Linked DNA regions of Mus musculus: region 1 is linked to region 2. The links are chromatin contacts, called in public Hi-C maps. All regions are on one chromosome and are shown on one strand. The core of a region is the stretch at or near the end of the contact, and the rest is flanking DNA. Distances in the headings are between cores, read along the strand shown.

Region 1 (6,015 bases), core at 816-3,315, 120 kb after region 2:
TCTAGGAGCTGTAAAGTGTATAGAAGTATATGTCATTTTCTTGTTGTAAGTTTGTGGTAGACTCCAGAATAATTCTAATTAATTACTAGAGAATGAGGGTCAAATTCAGGGCCTTTGCAAGGTACCTCACTTCTAAGATATCTTCCTAATCTCACACTGTACTTTAAAATGTGATTATAGAATATCTTATACCACTTTAATAGGTGATGAGCTTATTGGGATATGAATTTTATATTCTTCCCAAGAACTGGCCAGTGTCATCTATAGAACCTATGCTCCATAAATCCTGCTGAGCTGCTTAATCCCAAAGTTTGAAAAGATACTTATTTTAAGGTTACTAATTAATCAATCATTGCATGCAGGCCTGTTTTACATGGTGTGTGCATGTGTTTGTGCATATATGTGGAGGCCACGTAACAGCTTTGTGGAGTCAGTTCTCTCCTTCTACCTTTGTGGGTTCTGGGAATCAAACTCAGGTTGCCAGGCTTGTTCCATGTTCCAGTTTGTCTTTCTGTTGCTGTGATAAAACTCTGGGAAAAACCAACCTGGGGAGAGAAGGTTCTATGTCATGACACCCCACACTTTACAGGCTGTCAAGGAGGGAAACCAAAGCGGGAGCACCAGGCAAGAGTTGTAAACAGAAACCAAGAAGAAATACTGGTTTGCTTCCCCTGGCTTGCTCAGCTATCTTTCATAGACAAGCCAGGTGCCTTGCTACCCAGGCTTGCCACCACCCACAATGGTCCCACTCACCTACATCAATTAATAGTAATGTATAAAATGCTCTACAGACACGCCCATACACCAGTCAGATGGGGGGAAGTCCTCAATTTATGGTTCCCTTCCCCTGGCATGACTAGGTTTGTCATGTTGACAAAATGTAGTCAGTACAGGCACGAAGAGCCATTACTGGTCGCAGGATCTCAACTGTCCAAGTGTGGTATTTTAGTATCTATACCTACTCCAGTGATGTCAGTATGCGTTCGTGTGAAATACTAGCCACGGTGTCTTTAGCAACTCACTTTGGAATAATCCTTTTTTCCCTCTGTGTTCTTAGCTCTCAGTCTGCATCTTAGAAGGAATGAGTTTTTCTTGGTGGTTACTGAAGTTCCACAGCTCAAGTGATGTGTCCGGGGGGGGGGGGGGGGTTATGCTAGGCCAGGCCTAGAAATATTTCTAAAGAGAAAAGCTTGTTGCTAAGGTGGAAAACTGTGGTAAGCTTGAGAATTCACAGGGTGAGTGCCGTGAGAGGAATTCATGGAATGCTAGGCAGGTAATCCCGGGAAAGACACTGGAGGCTGTTCACCTTGTTCCACTCCTAGACATGGAGCTGAGGTCATCAGGAACTTTCCTTTGGTAAATTTGAGCCCGAGAACCCATCCTGTAGATTTGTATACAGTGAACATGATGGTCTAGAGAAAGCTTTCCTGGGACTGGTAATCCTGGTCTTAACTGAAGATTCTTGGTGGGAAGTATAAGGTTCTGTGAAACAAACAGGGAGCTGATTTATAAGAAAACAAACCAATTAGACTGACTTTCAAAAGTCTCAGGTAACAGAACTTAATTTCTACTTCAAGGTTTCCTGGTCTACCTGACCTTGGAACCTCCTTCAACAGGTAGAAGCTTGGGTGACATGGTCCTGCAGGTGAGAAATGTCCTTGCTGTCAAACTGACAACCTGGATTGGATCCTGGACCTTCTGAAAATTGTCCTCTGAGCTGATACCAACAGCCCCCTATACACAAACAAATAAAAAAAATTTAAAAAGGGACAGAGTCAGGGGTACTTTATTAATTGCTGGATGCTTTAATACTGCCAGGCTGTGTGCGCAGCTCATAAAACTTACAATTTTAACATTACATAATCAGATCAAGTGGTGCCAGTCTCCAAGAAATTAAAAAGAAGAGGATTAGATCTAGCTTATTTTCAAAACAGTCTTAGTGAGCATCACAGACATGGATATTAATTTTTTTAAATGAAAAGTAGACTGTTTATTGCTCACAAAGGACTGCTTGTGCTGCCCAGATCTATGCTAATCTCCATTCCAAATTGCTTAGCAACTGTTACGTGGTTAGAAAGGTTCAAATTTCAGGAAAGAAAGAAAACTTTCTGAGCACAGCGCGGCAAGATTTGTTTTGGGGATATTAAGTCACTCAAAGGATGAAATAAAAAGTGATGAAACAACCCTCTACAGAGAGCTGATCTTTCCTTAAAGCGACATGGACTCTTGGCGATTTTGATCCTCATGACGAAGAGTGCACTCAGACCGTGTATACCCTGGAGGTTTCTCTCTTTTCTTTTGCTTGCTCACTGAATCCTATGAGTCTCTGCCATGGGGAGACAAAGGGAGCAGAGTTATGGAGCTAGGTTATGTGTCAATAAGGGTCATAATCTTGGAAAATTCAAATGTATATGCTTATAAGTAGGAGAATAATGATATTTTCATAGGATCAAAAATATTTTACACATTTGAAAACTTAACCATGTTTATCTGTCTACCTGCCTGCCTGCCTGTCTATATATCTGTCTAACTAGATTTACATATAAAAGCATCATATTCACTTTCTATGTAATAACTGTGTACAATTTATTTATTTGTTTTTCTTTTGCAGACAGGGTCTCATCTGTAATCCAGGCTGGATTGCTATTTGTCATGGATCTGAGACTGGCACTGAATTCATGGCAATTCTGCCTTAACACCTAGCTCCTATTTATTAATTTAAAAATTGTACAGAAATGAAAATATTATAATTTTACTGTAATGAAGTAAAACATCAGATATGCAATAATTAAAAAACCTAAATGCAGTGGAAAATTTCTAGGGAGAATAGCTTGCTAAATATTGAACTTAAAAAAAGCAAACCAGTAAACACATGACTTGTGAGTTAAAAATATCATAGAGGCTACAGAAATGGCTCAGGTAACAACAAGCTTTTTGCCCAAACATTAGATCTGAATTAAAGTACCAACACCTGTGTTAAAAGGCTGGCCATAGTGACACTTCCTATCAGGAGGAGGCAATGGGGAGATTCCTGGGGCCTAGAGGTTACTAATGTCATCAAATTTCCAAGCTTAGCTTCAGGGAGAGATTTTACCTTAAAAAGTAAGGTGGAGAGTGATTGACGAAGACATTTGAGGGGAAACTGAGATCTCCACACAGAAGTACAGATAGATACATACATACACAGTTGCATATAATCTCATGCTTATGCATGCACACATGTGCACACATACACTATATTATCTGTCGTATACGTGTATATATAACATATGTTACATTTTGTATATATGTATTATATGTGTTTATATGTTATATATATATGTTTGCATATATATATGTATAAGTGTATGTGTGCATATATGTATATATGTACATACATATATGTGCATATATGATGTGCATGTATATACATACATGTATATATGTATATGTGTATATATGATGTGTATGTATATACATATATGTATATATGTATATGTGTATATATGTGTGCATACATATATATGACATATATATTATTTATATAACAGTTCCTGTATATTATAGCATGCTCCAGGTAATAGTAAATACTATTTAGATAAAGTTCTTCTCATCTCATTTTATGAGCTAGAAAATGCTGGAGCAATTGCTCAGCAGTTCAGAGCATTGTTGATCTTTCAGGGGACTTAAGTTTGATTCCCAGCATCCATTGCGAGGCCCAGATGTATTTGTAACTTTCAGTTACAGGCAACTCAATGCCTTCTTCTGCCTTCTGCAGGCATTGTATGTACCTGGTGCATAGACATACATGAAGGCAAAGTACCCATACAAGTAAAATAATAAATAAGAAAAAAAACCACTTAGGAATATCACAGGAAATGAATATTGTGATGTAGATACATATATGTGTATTTTTCTTTGTGAGCATGCATGTGAGATATCTATATACCATAATGCATATAATCACAACAGGTTTGCTAGGAAAATGAAGATGCTTAACATTTAAAACTCCTATGTAATTCCATAAACACACAGTAAAACCACTAAACATTTGGTTATCTCAATAGATACAGAACATTCGTCTGATAAATGCTGCATTCTTTCACTATGAAAACCCTCAGAAACATGAGAAGAGCTCTGATTTTTCCTTTCTTTAAATTTCAGCTATTTCCCCATGTGTGTTTGTATATGTGTGTGTGTGTGAGTGTGTATGTGTATACAGATGCACAGTCCTGAGATAATTTGTAGAGTTTCATTCTTTTCTTTTACTTTGTGAGCGTTGGGGATTTAAATCAGGTCATCAGTTTTGGCAGCAAGCCCCATATCTGCTAAGCCTTCTCATAGCCCATCAGTGATTTTCTTTTACTTGATCAAAGTAATTGAGACAAACTCTATGGCAAGTCCTGCACAAGTGTGAAGAATTCCTTTTGACCCTAGGAATGGAATAGCAGTCATAACTATACTGGAGATAAAAGGTAGTTGTGGTAAGACCAGAGAAAAAGTCATCTGGATTTAAAAAAAAGAAACAACACTCAATATGTTATTAAAGTTACAAATTTGTAATAAAATCTAAAAACTCAAGAAAGTCTAAGAGAATTCAAGAGACTCATTAAGGCCAATTAGAGAATTTAATAGAGTCAAAATATTACTACACAAAAGTTTATTTTATTCACATGTTGTAACAAAAAAAGAAAGAAACTAATGTGAAAGGTTGTATCTTGTAGTAGTAACACATATTGTAATATATTTACCTGGGAATAAATATAATCAGAGATGTGGGGTGAAGGTTTCAGCCCCTGGAAAGAAGATGCTTAAATTGCACGGACATCCAATGTTTGGCTGCGATGTATGCAAAAACAGCAATATTCACAACAACCCACATTTTGTTGCTTTTTACTGTGATATCAAAGGTGGCTTCGTGGCCATGTGATCTGTAAACTCACACAGGGCTCACACCCACAAGGACCCAGTGCTTTCCTGCTCTGCTCTCACATTTCAAAGGCGTTAATAATCTTATTTTCAAACGCTGATTTGGTTTGAATGGATGAGGATGTGAGCAGTGGCAACATGTGTAGTGTAGGTACCCATCATTCCCTGCTGCACCATTGGCATAGTCCTTGTGATGTCCCATGAGCACTGCGAGGCATGGAGCTAGTGACACTCAGGGCGAGCAGGAGCTAAATGTGGTGTTGCACCTCTCAAGGCTGGAGCTGACAGCTCAGGGAAGCTACACATTCCACGTGGACCAGAACTTGCTTTGAATGCAGACAGAAGGCAATGCCAATCTAAGAAATACAAACAAGCAAGGAAGCTTGTCATGACCCATCTTTTATTTCATTGTCAGCAAAAGCTTTGTCTTGCAAGTGAAAAGATCTGAGTTTGATCACCCAGTGCTCATGTGAAAGCGCTGACTGTGGTAGTGACTCTGTAATTGCAGCACTGGAGAGGTGGAAACAGAATCACTGGGGTTTGATAGCCATATAATTCATCTAATTGAGGTGACACTGTCTCCAAGCAGGTGGATTGCCTTACAGAGAAATGCCTAAGATTTCCTCTGACCTCCACATGCATGCACACAAGAGCACATACACCTACTCCCACCCACAGGCCCACATGAAAAAGGAGAAAGGAAGCCCTAGGTTAACATATTGGACCATCTCTTTCCAGTCATTTGGCATTTGTCAGTGATTTGAAGGTAGAGGGTGTTGGCAGGATATATGCAGATCAAAGCTTTAAATGGTGTCAGTGTTGTGCAATGTTTCTATAATTTGGTAAGAATGAAATAGGCATGCAGGAGCTGTGCAGTAGATTCTGCATACTCATCAAATTCTCTTACACCATGTTTAGAACTGGCACTGGGGCAGGGCTGCCCTCCAGTATATGTTTGCCTTATAAAAATAAGAAGTGGGTCAGACATGATCCATGGTCTACAGTTAGCTCCTTCCTGATTTAAATATTATTTTACTTTGATTAAGAAATATCAGACTGAGGGGAGATGGTACCTTACAGTACTGAGGGAGAGTAAGCAGCAGCTAT
Region 2 (6,698 bases), core at 2,318-4,817:
TTTGATGACAGATTGGCTGTAGGGAAGAGGAGAAGAGTGAAATGCTGGGGTGGAGGGAAGAGGCTGAGAGGAACTCACATGCTCCCCCTTCCTCCCCAGCATATTGAGATTGAATTGAAAATATTTTTAAACAGGAAACATTTTCAGGCATTTTTTTCCCCTGCAAAATACCTTCTATTGACTTTTTTTTCCACAGATCTTACATAAAGGTGATTTAATCATATGGACTCATATTTAACTTTACACAAAGCCTCTTTGTTCCAATGTCAATAATGACAAAAATACAAATATTTAGATCAGCATATAAAGCTGAAATCTCCTTAAATTCATTCTGGCTATGCAGTTTTGCGTGGGGGGGCGGGGGGGGGGGGGGGGGAGAACCAGATGTCCTGACTGGAACCATTAGGTGGCCTGATTCACATGGCAAAGGCTGGGGACATCCAATATTATACACAACTCAGTATTGGAAATTCCCCTTTGAGACTGAAAGAACAGAAGTTTCAAATCCGAAACCTTACTCTATGCGCAGGGAGTTAGGAAAAGAAAAGTGTCACACTTGCCACTTGGCTGAACCATGACAATTGAAATGGTTACAACAATCTGTCTGATGGCCCATTAAGTTCCCCAGATGGAAACAGGATACAGGCACTCACTTTAGTGTCTTGATGGAGGTCCCCATTCAATCTATCAGTACCCTAATAAATGTATTTCCCTAACCCTCATCATAAAAGTGAATTTTGTAACTGTCATTAATCAAGCTTTCCATTCACATCTCAGAAATGTCACCTTGATTCAAACCTAGGACACAGCTACAGGACACACAGAACCTCACCCCACTCAGGTTCTTTCCCTGAGAGAGACCCCTACGTGTTCAAACTCTCCTACAGCTGTTAGAACACTGATGGGACTCATGTGTTGGCAGCCTAGTCTTGTCAGGAAGAGACCAAATGTCACACTGAGGGATGTAGAAGTCACCACAAATAAGTCTCTCAATGTTTTCCAGTTGGACCAGGTAGATCCAGATTTTGCCAAGAAATGGAGATTGGCCTGTGGTCTCTGTCTTTTAAGTTAGCGTTTTCTGTTCATTGAGTTATTTTACATTGCTTTGTTAGGGAGACAGAAACATAAGTTTGTGTCTTCAAGGTGTGAATTTACTATGTGCCAACACTCAGTATCTTGTTTGTGCTCTGCTGCCTTGGACAGGTGAATCTTTGGGATGGGAGAAGGGGAATCTCCCACATTATCTACCTTCTGAGCAGCCAACTTGGTGATCAGTCTCCAGGCATAGGCTCCTGGGGCCCATGTGGGGCTTCCATTCATAGGCAGAACTTTGTCCTTGCCTTTGTTAGAATACCACTGTGGGACATCTCCTTGGGTGAAAGCCAGCCCAACAGCAGGGCTTTATGTTGTCCCAAAATGATGCTACAATGGTACCAAATGGCCTGGTCGGTAAGCTCTGAACTTGCTCCATGCAGTAAGGAGCTCCCATCCTGATATGGTGGGAGATATTAGTCTCCCTTTCCCTATTCACTTTTGAAACTTCAGTTCCACAGTAAAACTAATATGGAATGAATGGAATTACAAACGGTGTCAGCTTGTGAACTAAGTCCTATTTCATTTTGGTTATGTAATATTGGGACTCAGATAATGCTCAGTCACTGGTGGGAGAATGCTTCTCCCTGAAGATGTTCGAACCTTGGCCAGGACATTCTGAAAAACAAACACCTCTGCACCATACTGGGATACTGGTTTTGTTTTAACTTTTTAAAAAAAAACGAGCTTTGAAAGTCAGCTGTATGATCACAAAAATGTAAGACTGAACCCTGAAACCGAATGTTAGAGACCTTGAGTCAAACCAGAGTCCCAGGCATTCATCCTGTTGCTCTACCTATTACATAGCTCCTACTTGCAAACATCCCAGATGTAGTGTTGTATACAAAAATCTCTCACCTGCAAAGAGTAAGGACCAAGTTGGATTTCCCTATCCAATTTGCAATTCTTGTAGGGCCAGGTTCTTCCACAGTGCAGGTATATGGTTTCTCAGAAAGAGTCAGTCTCTGAATGCAGTGCAAGAAGTAACCCAGACTCACCCATTTTGCTCAAACACTTGAAAAATAAAAATACCTTCTTAATCCCTCAGAAAATAAGGCACTGATTTGAAAGGCTTTTTTTTTTTTTCGACATAAGATGTTGCATGTAATGTCCCTTGTTATATTCCATTCAATTAAATCCTGGTGGGTGATTTTGGCAGAGCAGTTAGCCACACATCAGATGACAACTCACTTACTGTTGCTCGGCACCCCATGACCATTAATTTCCAATGACTAACTTGTAATTAAAATCTTTGTGTTTATTTGTTTATAGCCGGGGCTGAACATCTATTTACATTTAATTAACACTGTTTAAAGCCTATAAATGCAGCGACTTTAATGATCCATCCTAGCTATGCTGCTTTAGTTTTTCCTGACTTGTAAAACTCACACACAGATCTGCAAGTGAATTACATCCATCTGCTCCCCCGCAGCTGCAACCGGGCTACGTTAGAGAGCCATTTCCCCCTACCCCCCCTCTTTGCTTGGCTTCCAGCTCTAAGTATTTTTGTTTCAGAGCCGACCCAAAGACTGCACCGACGGGAGCCAGCCCTTTTCTCCTGAGGAGTTCCCGGACTTAGTCTTCAGAAATGATTAAAAGCCACTCTTGCTCCATCCCAAATCGACGCAATCTACCTTCCACAAATTCGGTTAACAAAGCGTTTCCGACTCTGCCGGCTTAGAAGAATCTTTTCTTATTGAGAAGAACGCAACAGTTTAAAGTGAACTCTTTAATGGTGAGAGCTAAAATCAACGCTTTCTTGGCCTTGCCCATCCTTGATGAGCAGTCTACACCTACTCTTCTGCGCCTATAACGGGAACCTCAAGGCACCCGGGCTCCCGAAGACAGTATCTTCGTTACACCTTCAAAAGCAACGCAGGAGAAGCATTAGCGCTACAAAGACAGCCGAGCCAGAGCTATGTGCACTGTTATCTGTCAGTCGTACAATAGCAGCATTGATGGAACGGCGAGGACCGGCTTTGACAAGTGTGCTGGGCTAGCATTACATTCCATTCCAAACTACGGCGAGAGAGAGAGAGAGAGAGAGAGAGAGAGAGAGAGAGAGAGAGAGAGAGAGAGAGAGAAGGAGAGGAGAGGAGAGGAGAGGAGAGGAGAGGAGAGGAGAGGAGAGGAGAGGAGAGGAGAGGAGAGGAGAGGAGAGGAGAGGAGAGGAGGAGAGGGAGAGGAGAGAGAGAATTGATTTGGTGTCTTTTACTTTACCTGAAAATACTGCGTTTCTTGTGGCTGCTGCAAATGAATTCCTCCTCCTCTTTCCCAAAGCCAAGTACTTGGATTTGCCTGCAACTCTCACTTGGAGAAGACCACACAGCTCCAGCAGGGCAGCCTTCCTTCTCTTAATCCCCACTCGAATGTGATGACACACACTAACCCCAACCATCTGTTGAAACACGTCCTCAAGCACTCAGCACAGTGCTGTGTCAAGACAGGCTGCCCAATCCAATTGCTGGGGCTGAGAGTCTCTTACGGATTGGAGGCGGAGGGCTGGGCAGGGACGGGGAGGTCGGAGAACTCCCCAGCCAAGTAACCTGAGATTTTCGGAGAGAAAGAACTGCTACAAAAGGAGGAGTGGGAGGTGCGGCGGGGAAGGTAGAGCGAATGAATTATTCTGGTGGCCAGTTGTGCGTTACTTTTCACAAGTCTCTGTGCTCCTGGGTGGGTGGAGGGGGTTCTCGGTGGGATGCCCAGGAACACTAAAAATCTTTTACAGCTAATCTATTGAGGGCAATGTCCTCAGCAAGCCGCTCCCCCCATCACCCCACGGGAGATAAAAGATTCTTCTTGTCATGCTGATAAAGTGTTAAATGTGGGAGTAGTTTGCACTGAAATGTGACATCTACATTTTGAAATCTAAACTCCTGCCTCCCTTTGATTGGGGGCGGCCGCCTCAAACATTCCTGAAAGGGCTTGGGGGGTGGTGTCGCAGCTTTGAGCCGAAACTTCTTTTTCTCACTGGGCTCTTCACGTGTCTCTCAGGCTAAACCAGAGAGACGGTCAATGAAAACCATTTCACTCTACTTCTCCAAAGCAACTCATGCTTTCCTAGATAAAGGTGGCTTTTAATCACTTTCTACACCCACAGCCATCTCGGTATTACAGCTCCTGGTACTAGAAGGCTACACTCTGCCAGTAATTGTTTTTATTGGTTTCTAGTTAATTGTGCTTATTACATCCGCGTAACTCAAGCGTCTCATTAATAATTTTGCTTTGAAATATTTTCAGTTTGGGGTTGTTTAAATACATCCTTCTTGTGTACTTTTTTCAAAATGCAGTTTTCTGAATTGTATTTATAAAAGTATTTACATTAATAACCTGATTCAGAAAAGTGTTAGATTTTTTTTACATATAAGAAGATATTGAGAAATAAATTCATTACTTAAAAAAAATCTTATTCTTTCAAAAATTCCATGAGACATCCAAGGAATTTGGATAATCTTAAAGAGTAAAGAGGAATTTTAAATACCATCTACTGCCTAACTGTGCCTGTTGGAAGCTAACATTTAACTATTACACCTTTTGAGGTTTGTGGTGAGAAAACCAATCATTTATGGGGTGGGGGAGGGTGGGGGAGGGTGGGGGAGGGTGGGGGAGGGTGGGGGAGGGGGTTAAACTTCCCTAAAGCCTAAAAGATCCAGATTACCGATAGGTAGCTGTGTTTGGCATATCAATGTCATGAAAATAATTTTTTCAGTTACAAGCAGCATTGGCTGATTGGCTTTCTTGTTGTTGTTGTCTCGCAAGGTTCTGTGATGTTATATAAGGATGCTTACAGTTGCTTCTGGTGCAAGTTTCCAAAGCACAGAGGACAGGAGAGGGTTTCTGTGAAGTGATCTCTCTCCCACGGGGTCATCAGGAGGAGGCAAGGAGAGTAGGATGGGGAGGTGGGAGCTTTGACTTCGTTTGCTTATTATCTTCCCAGAGTGATTATGAGGTGTCTGCTTTACTATGTATCACAAGTTCACTAAGCTACCCCTGACTCCTGAGCACCCACATCCAGAAACAAGCAACACAGACATTGTCAACAATGCAATTGGCAGGACAGGCCTAAGGCTTCCCTGGGGACCATAAAAATTTAATAGTGCCAATTACTGTCGAGCAATTTTATTCTGTCTTGTTTTTGGAGGAGTGGGTAATAGTTAATCCACCAGACCTCAGTCTGGAACTCTGCATTGCCTCAACTGTGTAGATGGAAAAGACCCCGGAGACATTATTAAGCCAGTTTGCAATCTCTTAAACTGTAAGTTGAGTTACAAAAGTAAAACTTAAGAAACTGTAAAGGTGTTAAATCAATATGTTTCATCCACCCTGTGCCTGTAACTTCCCTTCATGGGACATTTCCCTGGGGGTCGTCTCTGACTTACATTATTGTTTGAAACGCTTTTCAATGCGAACGTTTCAGTCTACACTCCACTGTAGACCTTTTCATTAAATTTCAGCTATTACTTCTCTTTTCTTGATCATTTCACCCATTCGTCCCATTTAAAACTTGTTTTAAAGTGAAAATTACAAGGCTGCTACAGACCCTGGTCCATGCTTGTCTTGTGTTCTGCATAGTGGCAGGGCGTGCCATCTTTCAGGTGGACTGTAAAACTAGTCCACAAAGATGCATTTTTTTTCCTTGTTCTGAAATGTTGTTGATGGGGAAAATCAGCTCAAGTCCAAGCCTGAGGCTGGTGCTGCAGGCTACGTCCTGGCTCCCCTCCCTCTGCAGCCTGCCTCCCTGCCTCCCTGCCTCCCTGCCTCCCTGCCTCCCTGCCTCCCTGCCTCCCTGCCTCCCTGCCTCCCTGCTCTGCTGTGTCGGTTTAGAAGTTAAGAAGTTTCCATTACTTTCCTTGCTTTCGCCTTGCCATCTGCAAACAGTTTATTTTTTTAAGGGAAAAGGAGTGAAGTTGAATCTGCCTTGAAAGATCTAAACTTAAAATACATTGTATTTTAAAACGATGATATCCAGCATTGTAAAGTCAGACGGGGCAGGATGGAGGAGCTCTTTGCAGAATGAATTGCTTCATCCTAGAAACTGAGGCAGGACGCTCCTAAAATGAAAGATTAATAGGTAACGGTGATATTGAAGAATGGCCCCTCCTATTCTGTTCCCACAGTTAAAATGTCCCTTTACTTATTAGCTCCAATTAGTTTCCATGGTAACCGACCAGCCCTTGTAAACCCAGCACTCCTAGCTTCACTCATCTTTGTCTAGACGGGGCTCTCCACCCTTCTTCCTCCACAGATGGTAGTTTAGCTGAGTCTGTATCTATAGCCATATCTCTCACACACATGCAATTGGCACATGAGGGCCCACACTCACTTTTTTGCTAGCACAATGGTGGCCAAGGGAGAAGGGAAGTGGCTTTTAATCCCTCGGCTTCAGCAAATGCGTCTGCTGCTGCATTAATGTTTGCCTCCTTTGCTTATTGTTTCTTCCCCTTCTTGTTCCATTATCAGCTGTTTGCTGCTCATAATTTCTTTTCAGGGAAACCAATACAGTATAATAAAAACCTCATTAAACAGAAACACCTATCAGAAAGCCCTACACTACCCCTTTTTGTTGAAAGAACCATTAAAGCAAAAAAGAAAAACCACTTGTTTGT

Evidence for each region. Hi-C and Micro-C count contacts between places; a contact is called where the count stands out from the background.
Region 1: a Hi-C map of muscle stem cells shows a contact between it and region 2, with 2.5 times the contacts expected there. The contact joins the enhancer-like site here to the promoter of Sulf1 in region 2. A contact is called at or near these places in 6 of 484 Hi-C or Micro-C datasets (embryonic stem cells, muscle stem cells and nephron progenitors) and 1 of 115 datasets of contacts at active chromatin or transcription factors (embryonic stem cells).

The regions. Positions count from the first base shown.
Region 1 is chr1:12,568,226-12,574,240 of GRCm38.p6, reverse strand. No RefSeq gene overlaps it. Among named protein-coding and RNA genes, the nearest start is that of Gm17644, 96 kb to the left of the region's middle. Within about 2 kb of position 2,065, at least 23 of the 459 cell types and tissues checked have an H3K27ac peak or open chromatin away from gene starts, as enhancers often do. A contact at or near this core is called in muscle stem cells, where this site is marked.
Region 2 is chr1:12,689,299-12,695,996 of GRCm38.p6, reverse strand. It overlaps Sulf1 (sulfatase 1), which reads right to left and starts at 3,567. Exons shown (of 22, transcript NM_001198565.1): 1 at 3,313-3,567.